Regions from separate parts of the Sus scrofa genome. Here regions 1 and 2 are each linked to region 3. A link is a contact called in public Hi-C and HiChIP or PLAC-seq data. All regions are on one chromosome and are shown on one strand. Each heading gives the region's core, a stretch centred on a gene start, on an enhancer-like site or on the middle of the called end of the contact. The rest is flanking DNA. Distances are from core to core; before and after follow the strand shown. Region 1 has its middle 14 kb from the start of MORN3. Region 2 holds the start of ORAI1 (ORAI calcium release-activated calcium modulator 1). Region 3 holds the start of PSMD9 (26S proteasome non-ATPase regulatory subunit 9).

Region 1 (4,364 bases), core at 1,503-4,002, 160 kb before region 3:
CTCTGTGCCACGATGGGAACTTCAAGAACCTAAATGTTTTACAGCCTCCTCAGTAAAATGTGCTTTTCCTTCTCAAAAAAGTATGAGGCCACTATAAAGGCACTCTGTAGGGCCCCTCTTTTCCCATCCTTTCTCTCCTTTCTTGATCTCCACTGTAAGGCCATCAATGAATTGGCTGTTGGTAAAATATCTATTGAAATTTAAGTTAAATAGAAATAAAAATTCAATTCCTGGAGTTCTCATTGTGGCGTAGCAGAAACGAATCAGACTAGTAACCATGAGGTTGCAGGTTCGACCCCTGCCCTCGCTCAGTGGGTTAAGGATCCAGCATTGCCAAGAGCTGAGGTATAGGTCGAAGATACGGCTTGGATCCTGCATTGCTGTGGCTGTGGCGCAGGCCAGCAGCTGTAGCTCTGAATCAATTCAACCCCTAGCCTAGGAACCTCCATGTGCTGCGGGTGTGCCCCCCCCCCAAAAAAATTCAATTCCTCAGTTGTAATTGCCACCTTCCAAGTATTCAGTAGGCACATATGGTAACTTGCTATCCTAGGGGACAGCACAGGCAGATTCAGAACATTTCCTTTACCATAGAAAGTTCTACCTGACAGCACTGCTTGGGGATGAGTTCTCTATCCTTTCCTTGGAAAGTTTCCATTTCCTGCCCACAGTTCCCCAATCCGCCCCCCCCCCTTTTTAACTGATCAGCAAAATGCTCTCTCAGAAGCTAACATAATGTCTGCAGGGATAAGCCAGTGGAAATTACGGTGTTTGAAAATAGTTGTCAGCTACAAAAAGACAGCTAATAAATCATCCCATGAAAAATGCACAACCTCACTAGCAATTAGAGAAATAAAAGAACACTGCCATACCATTACATACTGTCTAGACTAGAAAAATGGCAACACTGTGGAGAAAGAGGCACCATGACAACTGCTAGCCATCATGGCAATTAGGTAAATCCTCCTGAAGGACCACCTGGGATTACGTTACAGAAACTATAAAACTATTTTCTGACAAATTCCACTTAATGATTGCTATTTATTTACTAGATAGCTGGCAAGAGCCACAGTACTTGGTACTTTCCATACCTTTTTTTTTTTTTTTTTTTTTTTTTTTTTTGTCTTTTTAGGGCCGAACACGGGGCATATGGAGATTCCCAGGCTAGGGGTCAAATTGGAGATACAGCTGCCAGCCTATGCCACAGCCACAGCAATGCAAGATCTAAGACTCTTCTGTCACCTACACCACAGCTCATGAAAATGCCAGATCCTTAACTCAATGAGCAAGGCCAGGGATTGAACCCGAAACCTCATGGATACTACTCAGATTCATTGATCGATGAGCCACGACAGGAACTCCTCCATACTTTTTTTCAAACCAATCCTATGAGGTGGGTAGTTAGCCTATCTTCATTTTAAAAAATCTCTAAAAATGGAGTTCCCATCATGGCTCAGCAATAATGAACATGACTAGTATCTATGAGGTTGCAGGTTTAATCCCTGGCCTTGACCACTGGGTTAAGGATCTGGCATTGCCATGAGCTGTGGTGTAGATCGCAGACACTGCTCGGATCTAATGTTGCAAGATCCTCGGACCTTGTGTTTTGCGGCTGGGGTGTAGGCCAGCGGCTGCAGCTGGCCTGGGAATCTCCAAATGCCACAGACGAGGCCTAAAACAAACAAACAAAATGCAAATGCTTACATTCACAAAAGTTATGCAAGACACAGAGCAAAAGAGCAAAGAAATGGATTCAGTCTCAGACCTCTTGATCCAGGAAGACCTGCTCAGAACACTGCATCTCCTCCTATTTTGGAGAAGAGCATCAAAAGTAGTAAATGATACAAGTGGGGCCAAGAGAAGAACTTTACTCAAAAATATACATATTGGAGTTACCGTTGTGGCGCAGCAGAAACGAATCCGACTACTAATCATGAGGTTGTGGTTTTTTTTTTTTTTTTTGTCTTTTGTCTTTTTTGTCTTTTGTTGTTGTTGTTGTTGTTGCTATTTCTTGGGCCGCTCCCGCGGCATATGGAGGTTCCCAGGCTAGGGGTTGAATCGGAGCTGTAGCCACCGGCCTACGCCAGAGCCACAGCAACGCGGGATCCGAGCCGCGTCTGCAACTCACACCACAGCTCACGGCAACGCCGGATCATTAACCCACTGAGCAAGGGCAGGGACCGAACCCGCAACCTCATGGTTCCTAGTCGGATTCGTTAACCACTGCGCCACGACGGGAACTCCAGGTTGTGGTTTTGATCCCTAGTCTCGCTCAGTGGATTAGGGATCCTGCATTGCCATGAACTGTGGTGGAGGTCGCAGATTGGCTTGGATCCCGAGTTGCTGTGGCTGTGGCGTAGGGCTGCAGCTACAGCTCCTATCCACTCCCAGCTTGGGAACCTCCATATGCCATGGGTGTGGCACTAAAAAAAAAAAAAATTAACGTAATTATTACCAAGGGAAAACTGAAAAATGCACATAAAGTACAATGTAAGCTGGGCCTGGCACACTGTAGGCTCTCAATAAATACTTAATTAAAAAAAAAAAAAAAAAGCAAGTTGGCGAAAAGGGGCTCCCCAGCCCTTTAAATGTCAAAGGGGGGTAAACCCGAGAGAAAGGAGGCGGGCTAAGGAGCTGACGTAAGAAGCTGCTTGCCTTATTTAAATGAGCATGCGTAGAGGCTTACCTTTGGTCTAGGCCACGCTCCTGCACTCAGTGCGCGTGCGTAGCCTGAACCTTTAGGAGACGTTTGGCTCCGCCCGCCTATTTAGATGGGCGGAGACAGTCGCGTGAGTTCCTTGGACCTACATTCTCCCGCGCAATTAACCAGCCCTGCCCCCTCGTGCACATGCGCATACTTCAGCACTCGACCTGAAGGTTGGGGAGTTGCGCCTGCGTCGTGGTTGTCTCTGCCGGAAGTGGGCGGGATGGTGTTCCCAAGCCAAAGGGCGGAGGGAGAAAATGCGGTAAAGGCAAGTGTAGCTGAGTGGAAAGCAGTATTTGGGGACTGTCCCTAATACCCTGCTGCAGAGCCAAGAGGTGATCACAGGGAACTTAATTTTCGATTTTAAAAAGGTTTTACAAGATTATTCTTTTATGTGTGTCTTAAGTAAAGTTTTTAGGGAAAAAGAGGAGTTCCCTAAGTTTTTTTTTTTGCCCCGTGAATTCTTATATTTCTAAAAAAACTTCAGGACTTTCAATGTCCAGGTTGAAAACAAGTGTTACTAAAAAAAAATAGAGTACAGAGTCTCACACACAGAAAGGTATGACCTAGTGAGAAATCTTAGGAAATATATATTTTTTTAATAATTTATTTTTTGTCTTTTTAGGGCCGCACCCACGGCATATGGAGGTTCCCAGGCTAGGGGTCCAATTGGAGCTACGGCTCCCAATCTACACCACAGCCACAGCAACTTGGGATCCGAGTCATATCTGCAGCCTACCCCACAGCTTACTGTAATGCCAGATCCTTAACCCACTGAGTGAGGCCAAGGATTGAACCTGAAACCTCATGGTTCCTAGTCTGATTCATTTCTGCTGTGCCACAACAGGAACTCCTTAGACAGGAAATCTTTAGGAAAATATGTTGAATAAGAGCCAAAAAAGAAACAAGTCTGCCTAGAGGCAAATGTGATTTTGTGATGTAAAATTATAGATGTTTTGAAAGTCCCATGTGTCACTTCACCAACTTAATTCCGTAGATACATGTGGAAAACATGTTATCTTTTTTGTATGTACACTGTGCTGGATGCTGGAGATTCAAAGGTGAATAAGATTCAACCCCTGCCCTTGATGAAATCACACTCGGGAAGGACTGCAGGGTTCAGGCATAGGAGTAACCTGGGTAAGTTCTTGGAGGTAGACGGGATGGTGTAAAGTGAGTACAGAGACTCTTTTTAGGGCCATACCCATGGCATATATACGTTCCCAGGCTAGGGGTTGAATCTGAGCTGTAGTCGCCAGCCTACGCTATAGCTACAGCAACGCCAGATCCAAGCTGCGTCTGCGACCTACACCACAGGTCACAGCAATGCCGGATCTGTAACCCACTGAGCGAGGCCTTGGATCGAACCCGCCATCTGGTTCCTAGCTGGATTCGTTTCCACTGCGCCACCACGAGAACTCCCATTGTGTCCATTTTTTAGATTCCGCATGTAAGTGATAGCATTTGATGTTGGTGTCTCATTGTCTGACTGACTTCACTTAGCATGATAATTTCTATGTCCATCCATGTTGCTAAAAATGCCGGTATTTTGTTCCTTTAAATGGCTAATATTCCATAGTGTATATGTACCACATCTTCTTTAGCCACTCCTCTGTCGATGGACATTTAGGTTGTTTCTATGTCTTGGCTATTGTATATAGCG
Region 2 (3,968 bases), core at 1,217-3,716, 210 kb before region 3:
CCTGTGAGAGGCCTTGGGTGATAAGGAAGTAATTTAAATAGACGGAAGTTTGCTCTCAAGACACTCATATGCTGGGAGCCACCGCCCGCCCGCCCCCCCCCGCCAGGTCAATGCATAAACTAGGTGATTTCAAGTATTGTAGTGATCAGAACTATAAAGGAAATAAAACAGGGTGAGATGGCAGAACATAAAATGGGGACTACTTTAGATAGAGAGGAAACATCTCTTTTTAGAGATAATAGTTGAACTGAGACACAGATGGTAAGTGAAAGAAGTTAACAAGAACAAAGGCCACCAAAGAAACAAGCTCAGTGGGGTGAGATTTCAAATGTCAAGTCTTCATAAAAACAGGCCTCTGAGAGAACCCCAGAGACTTTCGGGGCGGGGGTTCAGTTTTATCGCATAATGTGGGTGAGTGGAGGGACGCCCTCTGGTGGTGACAAGACTTAAATTTCACACGGCGGACCTGGAAGCCGCATGCCTGTGACTTGATTCTGGGCTAATTGAGTTTCACTCATTCCTGTCTCTCCCACACTTATTCATTCAACAGATATTTACTGAGCAGTGTGCCAAGCAATACTCCAGAGTTGTGAAACCAGCAGTGAAGGTCCGTGCGTTCCTAGAGCTGATACCTTAGGGAAATCGCTGTTTTCTTCTGCCCCTGGAGAGCAGATGCCCTCTTCTTCGTTTTGCTGGTTCAGGTCTCAGCTCAAAAGTAACCAAATCAGGCATAGCAAAAACCACTTCAACTAGGAACCATGTAGTCGCGTGTTTGATACCTGGCCTCGCTCAGTAGGTTGAGGATCTGGTGTTGCTGTGAGCTGTGGTGTAGGTCTCGCAGATGTGGCTCAGATCCTGCGTTGCTGTGGCATAGGCCAGCAGCCCTAGCTCTGATTCAACCCCTAGCCTGGGAACCTCCATATGCTATGGGTGTAGCCCTAAAAAGAAAAAAAAAGTGACCAAATCAGAAAGATGTGAACTTATTTTGTTGATTGCCTGTTCTTTTCACTAAAATATACGATTCCATGAAAGTTACCATTTTCTTGGAATACCTCAGCCTGGTGCACAGTACATTTATTGGATAGGTGTATTAACCGGTACCGTGGCTTTTGTTCCAGACGCTGGTGAATTGTAAGTGAACGAATTGGACAAAACAGACCAAAATACTTAACCTAAAATATAAAAAGGCCTCGGAGTTCCGGAGTTCCCGTTATGGCGCAGTGGTTAACAAATCCGACTAGGAACCATGAGGTTGCGGGTTCGGTCCCTGCCCTTGCTCAGTGGGTTAACGATCCGGCATTGCCTTGAGCTGTGGTGTAGGTTGCATTCGCGGCTTGGATCCTGCGTTGCTGTGGCCCTGGCGTAGTCTGGCGGCTACAGCTCCGATGAGACCCCTAGCCTGGGAACTTCCATATGCCGCGGGAGCGGCCCAAAGAAATAGCAAAAAGACAAAAAAAAAAAAAAAAAAAAAAAGGCCTTGGAGTTCCCTGGAGCCTCAGGTGGTTAAGGATCCAGAGTTGTCACTGCCCTGCTCAGGTTCAATAACTGCCTCCTCCTCAACTTACACATGCTGAAAGCGAAGCAGAAAAAAAAAGGCGCTTCTAAGTTTTTCAAATTAAAATCGTAGCCCTGCACTACCCATGTTCCTTTTCCCTGCTTTATTTTTTCTATACATCTGTCACCTTCTAAACGATTATAATTTACTCAGTGTTTGCACCGCTCCTCCACTAAAATGTAAGCTCCATGTAGCGGGCAGGAGATTTTGTCCATCTTTTTCACCAACCTAGCCTCAGTGCCTAGAGCAGTGTTGGCACCCAGTAGGTGCTCAATAAATACAGAATTAACTTTAGATCACAGCCGCTCTTTCTCCTGCAGGTCTTGAGTCACCTTGTTCCAAGGGGGAAGGAAATTAGCTTCAGCAGGCGCCCAGAGGTGACCTCAGGTGGCCCGACCCAGCAGTCGGAGCTCCGAGAGAAGGGCCATTGGAGCAGCTGTGGAGATGGGAGGCGCTCGGAGAGGCCCCGGGGGCTGGGGTGCTTCCAGGAAGAGAGGCGGGTGCAGTCAGCGCGGGCATAGGACTGTGGGTGGTGCTGTCGGAACAGAGAAGTCACGTGACTCGCGTTGCTCGCCCCCCCCACGCTTCCTCCTGGGCGGGGCTTGAGTGGGCAGGACGCATGCAAATAAGCCAGGGGCGGCAGCCAATCCTGGAGCGCGCCGAGGGGCCCTGGGATCCTGGACGCTGGCTCACGCGCAAGCTCTCGTCTCTGCCGCCCCCGGCTTTTGCCAGCGGCGAGACGGCCCTGAGAGCTGGATCTGTAGTCGCTTCCTCGACCTCCTTGTTTTCCGCGGCCGGCCGGTTGAGGCCGGACCCGCGCGGGGGGCAGGCGGCGGCTGCTTCAGCAGAGGCGGAGGTGCGGCGGGGGCGGGGGCCGCTGCCCTCGGAGGCGCCCGGGCCGGCCCGCGCCTTTGCAGCGTGCTCCATGCATCCGGAGCCCGCCCCGCCTCCGAGCAGCAACAGCCCTGAGCTTCCCCTCAGCGGCGGCAGCACCACCAGCGGCAGCCGCCGGAGCCGCCGCCACAGCGGGGACGGGGAGCCCCCGGGGTCGCCGCCGCCGCCGCCGCCGCCGCCCGCGGTCACCTACCCGGACTGGATCGGCCAGAGTTACTCCGAGGTGATGAGCCTCAACGAGCACTCGATGCAAGCGCTGTCTTGGCGCAAGCTCTACTTGAGCCGCGCCAAGCTCAAAGCCTCCAGCCGGACCTCAGCTCTGCTCTCCGGCTTCGCCATGGTGAGCTCGGGCAGCCTGCCCTGCCCTGCCCCCTTTCACGTCCTGGCCACTGCCACTCGCAGCCCCGACGGGACCCGTGGGGGATCTAGCTGAGCGAGCTGGGGTTGAAAGGGAAGAGCTGGGAGAAAGCTGCCGTGGACGCGGGAGGGGGCCAGAGGTGCTGGACGTGAGGAAAGAGGGGCGATCATTGACACCCGATGTGGGAGATTGGGTGTCTTACTATGTGCAGGGTTGGAGGGCTCAGGTGCCTTCAGGTGGACCAGCTTGATGCAGCTTGGTCCTCGACGTAGATCTGTCTGTAAGAAGACAGTCCCACATATGTTCTGGGGGCAAGGAAAGTCATGAGCGGTCTGATCTCTTTGAGAACAGGTGGCAGGAGGTTGGGAGAAGGACCCCCGAGTGTCTCCCTTGTGCCCCCACATTTGAGGCTAGCAGGAATTTGCCAGGTTCTTTGATTACCTAGTAGAGGGGATTTCCTCACAGCCTTGCTCCTGCTGCGTTTTCCGAGAGCCTCAGCCCAGGGGGGTTGACAAACACTCCCCACCCGCAGTTTCTTCTTCAGAAACTTGCCACTGAGTCACTGGGTGTGGGGGAGGAGCATGGGACATGTTCCCGTTGAATGGGCTCGTTCTTGATTTAGGGGGTAGGCCTAGTGTCCTCTGCCAGGGCGGGCTGGATTGGAGTGAGAACTAGCCTTGAAGGTGGGATGGGTGAGGCTGAGGTTGGGCTGAGAAGTGACCCCGTGGATGCCCTCAGGCCAGGAATCTTGGCGTCTACCCAGGCAGGGAGCTAGAAAACAATTCATGGTTCTCGCCTTCAGTGACATCAGCCCGCCTGAATGGGGTCTGCCCCCACCCCAAGATCTCTAGCCCACAGCACTCCTGCCTCACCCATGAGTGAGCTAAGCTTTTGGCCTTGAAGGAGGGAGTGGCTGCACCCTTGTGTTTTCTTGGGAAGGCGTTGTGTCTGGTACTCTCCCAGAGTCTCACAAACAAGTGGGTGATGCACAATGCACAGGAACAAGAAATTTTTGGAGGCCCTAAGCAGGCCCTCAGCACCCCAGGCCTCAGTGGAAAAGCCAGAGGATTGAGGGAGGGAACGAGCTCTGCCCCTTGCTGTCCCCTTGATCTCAGACTGATTCCTCTGTGGGCCTTGATTTCTGAATTGTAAAATGAAGGC
Region 3 (3,806 bases), core at 665-3,164:
TTCCCAGGTCATGGATGGAACCTCATCCTTAACTGCTAGGCCACCAGGGAACTCCTAAAGCTGATACTTTTTATTAAAAATTCAATCAAGGGAGTTCCCGTCATGGCGCAGTGGTTAACAAATCTGACTAGGAACCATGAGGTTGCGGGTTCGGTCCCTGCCCTTGCTCAGTGGGTTAACGATCCGGCGTTGCCATGAGCTGTGGTGTAGGTTGCAGACGCGGCTCGGGATCCCACGTTGCTGTGGCTCTGGCGTAGGCCGGTGGCTACAGCTCCGATTCGACCCCTAGCCTGGGAACCTCCATATGCTGTGGGAGTGGCCCAAAGAAATAGCAGAAAGACAAAAAAAAAAAAATTCAATCAAGGATCATGCATTGCATTTATTTATTGTGTCTTTTTGTTTCTTTTTTTTTGGTGTCAATGTTAGAAATTTTAGTTTATATAAAAGAGATAATTGAACAAAATATAAGAGGCCTAATGTAATCAGTGCTATTTTTTTGTGTGTGTAAAGATTATTTTAGCAACTTTTTATTTTGAAATAATTTCAAATTTACAGAAAAGTTGCAATGATAGTACAAAGAATGTTCCTCTATGTTTCACCCGGAGACACCAATTATTTACACTGTCATATTTACATTTTCATTCTCTTGTCTGCAAATATATGTATGGACTTTTTTCCAAACCATTTGAAAGTAAGTTGCTTCTTTTGCCCCTAAATACTACAGAGGTCATTCTAAGGACATCATCTTAAATAACTACAGGTATCAAAATCAGGAAATTTAACTTTGGTACTATATTATCCATATTCAAATTTCCCCAGTTGTCCCAAAGATGTCTTTTATAGTTTGTTTTTTTTTTTTGAGGGAACCAGGATCCAATCAAGGATCACATGTTGCATTTAATTAGTTAATTGTTATGTCTCTTTAGTCTTTTGTTTTGTTTTTTGTGAACAATGGCATTCAGAAGTTCCTGGGCAAGGGATAAAACCCGAGCTACAGCAGTGACAACACTGGATCCTTAACCCATTGAGCCACCAGGGAACTCCTCTTTAGTCTTTAATCTAGGCAATTGCCTAACTTCTGTGTGGAAATTTCACAATAACGACCTTTTTGAAGAGCTTAGGTCAGTTGTTTGGAATGTCTCTCAAATTGGGTTTGTCTGTTTTTCATGATTGGATTCAGGACAAACATGTTTGACTGCTACATAGTGATGCTGTGTCCTATTCAGGGCAACATATTAGGAGGCACATGTTAAGATGTCACCGTTTGGGAGTTCCCGTCGTGGCGCAGTGGTTAACGAATCCGACTAGGAACCATGAGGTTGCGGGTTCGGTCCCTGGCCTTGCTCAGTGGGTTAAGGATCCAGCATTGCCGTGAGCTGTGGTGTAGGTTGCAGACGCGGCTCGGATCCCGCGTTGCTGTGGCTCTGGCGTAGGCCAGTGGCTACAGCTCTGATTAGACCCCTAGCCTGGGAACCTCCATATGCTGCGGGAGCGGCCAAAGAAATAGCAACAACAACAACAAAAGACAAAAAAAAAAAAAAAAAAAAAAAAAAGATGTCACCGTTTGATTAAGCTGGGTTCAAATTTGGGCTGCTTATTTTGCTAGTTGGGCAAGTGGGTTATTGAGATAGTTTTTTCAGCTGTCAAATGAGGGTAATAATAATAATCCTGGTTTTATGAGTTTGTTGATTAATACATATGGACAGTGTGTGATGCATTATGAGTATTTGATAAATTATTATTATTATTGTAGCACCTGCAGCATCTGTAAGTCCTGGGGCTAGGGGCTGAATTGGAGCTGCAGCTGCTGACATATACCACAGCCACCAGTCATACCCACACTCCACTAGTCACCACAGTACCAAGTGTTCCAGCAGGGTGTGGCTTCCGGTGGCACCGCCCTCTGACAAGCCACGCCCCTCTTTTCCTGGCGCCTGCGAATGGCGGTGGTGTTTTGGCCCGCCGGTGGAGCCGTAGCTACAGTCTCCTCGGGCGTTCGCAGCCGGAAAACCGGCTGTCCAGGATCCCGGACCGAGGTCCACAATGTCGGAGCAGGAGGCTAGGCAGAGCGGAGGTTCCCCGGAGGCCAGCGGGGTGACTGTAAGCGACATTCAGGCGCTGATACGGCGCAAGGAGGAGATCGAGGCGCAGATCAAAGCCAATTATGACGTGCTGGAGAGCGTGAGTGTGGGCACGGGGCTCCCGGGCGGGCGTGGGAGCCGCCCCAAGGCCTCCTGACGCGGTCCTGGGAACTGGGAGGCCTGGGAGGCCTGGGAGCTCAAGCGGTCGGTCCCTGCTTGAGCTCTCATGTGTGGATCTGGTTCTGCTTGGGAGGCTCAAGGCGCTGCAAGTGCGGCCTCTGTCGGTAGCAGGCAGTGAGGCAAATAACGTGAATAACTGGGACAATTAGTATTGACGTTCTAGCAAGCATTTATGGAGCCCTTGCTGGGTTCTGGGCGCTGTGTTAAGCGCTAAACATTGGTTAACTCGTTTAGTCCTCCCAGCGATCCTTTGGAAGGCAGCTGTGCTCACCACTATACCACCAACGCCACTGCCAACAATCCTTTGAAATGTGTTCTGCTGTTTACCCCATTTTAGGGTTGGGGAAACAGAGGCATTTCTTAAACCTGCCTCAGGTCACAGAGCTAATTAGTTTGCACAGGCAAGGTGATAATCACCTCTATCAGCCCTTGTTGTGTCCTGAGCTTTTTTAATCACTTTATGTTGGAGCTTCTTAAACTTTAATGTGTGTACGAATTACCTGGAGACATTGTTAAAATTCCGATTCTAATGGGGAGACAGTGTGCGGAAGCAGCTATGCATTTTTAGCAAATTCCCAGTGATGCTAACGGCGCTGGTCTCATGACAGAGCTTTGAGCGACAGGAAGTTCTCGTTATCCTTATGGTATAAGGAGGAAAGTGAGGCCTAGAGTCATGCATGTAGGAAGTGGCAGTGGTGAGGCTAGTTCCCAGGTCTCTCTGGCTCCAAAGCCACTTAATGTAAAACCACAAATCAGTTTGCAGAGGAAGAATAAATTAATCACATCTTATAAGGGGCAAATGGAATGCATTTTAGGTGATGGGAGTAAGGTGAAGTATCATATGGAGGCTGGGGTACTGTATGCTGAGTATTTACCTGAAGGGTGCTGGTTTATGTGTTATGTCATGGAATCCTCTCAGCTACTTTGTGAAGTTGGTATGTTACCCTTAGGCTCAGAAAGGGGAAGTCACTTGCTCAAATTCACAAAGTGGGATTCAGATCTGATGCTTATTGAATCCAGAATCAGTGCTTTTAAGTTGTGCCAGCAATTTCTCACACCTTAGATATTTTTTTTTACTTCAGGTGTATCTGTAAACCACCTGTACTATTATTCCCTTGATATTTTTCTTTGAGTTGACCCACCTTTTTTTTTTCCCTCAGGGGCCAGGGATTAGATCTGAACCACAGTTGCAAAGTAAGTCGCACCTGTGACAATGCCAGAACGTTCCACTGTGCCGGGCCTTGGATTGAACCTGTGCCCTAGCACTCCCAAGTGTGCCACAGTGGGAACTCCAAGTTGACTCTTTTTTTTAAAGATCATATGTCAGATTGTGGCATTGTGTGCTTTTTTTGTTTGATTTTTTTTTTTTTTCCCTTTTGGTTTTTAGGGCCACACCCGAGGCATATGGAAGTTCCCAGACTCTGGACTGAATCAGAGCTATAGCTGCCAGCCTATACCACAGCCACAGCAACTTGGGATCTGAGCTGTGTCTTCTACCTACACCACAGCTCATGGCAACGCTGAATCCCCGACCCACTGAATAAG

What was found. Hi-C and Micro-C count contacts between places; a contact is called where the count stands out from the background. HiChIP or PLAC-seq counts read pairs in DNA pulled down with a chosen protein or histone mark.
Region 1: a Hi-C map of embryonic fibroblasts shows a contact between it and region 3, with 2.5 times the contacts expected there. The contact joins the enhancer-like site here to the promoter of PSMD9 in region 3. A contact is called at or near these places in 2 of 5 promoter capture datasets (fetal skeletal muscle and liver), 3 of 47 Hi-C or Micro-C datasets (embryonic fibroblasts and heart right ventricle) and 1 of 2 datasets of contacts at active chromatin or transcription factors (alveolar macrophages).
Region 2: a contact with region 3 is called in an H3K27ac HiChIP or PLAC-seq map of alveolar macrophages. The contact joins the promoter of ORAI1 here to the promoter of PSMD9 in region 3. A contact is called at or near these places in 1 of 47 Hi-C or Micro-C datasets (heart right ventricle) and 1 of 2 datasets of contacts at active chromatin or transcription factors (alveolar macrophages).

Annotation. Positions count from the first base shown.
Region 1 is chr14:30,976,014-30,980,377 of Sscrofa11.1, reverse strand. No RefSeq gene overlaps it. Among named protein-coding and RNA genes, the nearest start is that of MORN3, 14 kb to the left of the region's middle. Within about 2 kb of position 2,752, at least 57 of the 83 cell types and tissues checked have an H3K27ac peak or open chromatin away from gene starts, as enhancers often do. A contact at or near this core is called in alveolar macrophages, embryonic fibroblasts and fetal skeletal muscle, where this site is marked.
Region 2 is chr14:31,026,506-31,030,473 of Sscrofa11.1, reverse strand. It overlaps ORAI1 (ORAI calcium release-activated calcium modulator 1), which reads left to right and starts at 2,466. Exons shown (of 2, transcript NM_001173519.1): 1 at 2,466-2,789. The coding sequence starts at 2,481.
Region 3 is chr14:30,820,243-30,824,048 of Sscrofa11.1, reverse strand. It overlaps PSMD9 (26S proteasome non-ATPase regulatory subunit 9), which reads left to right and starts at 1,914. Exons shown (of 6, transcript XM_003132874.5): 1 at 1,914-2,181. The coding sequence starts at 2,044.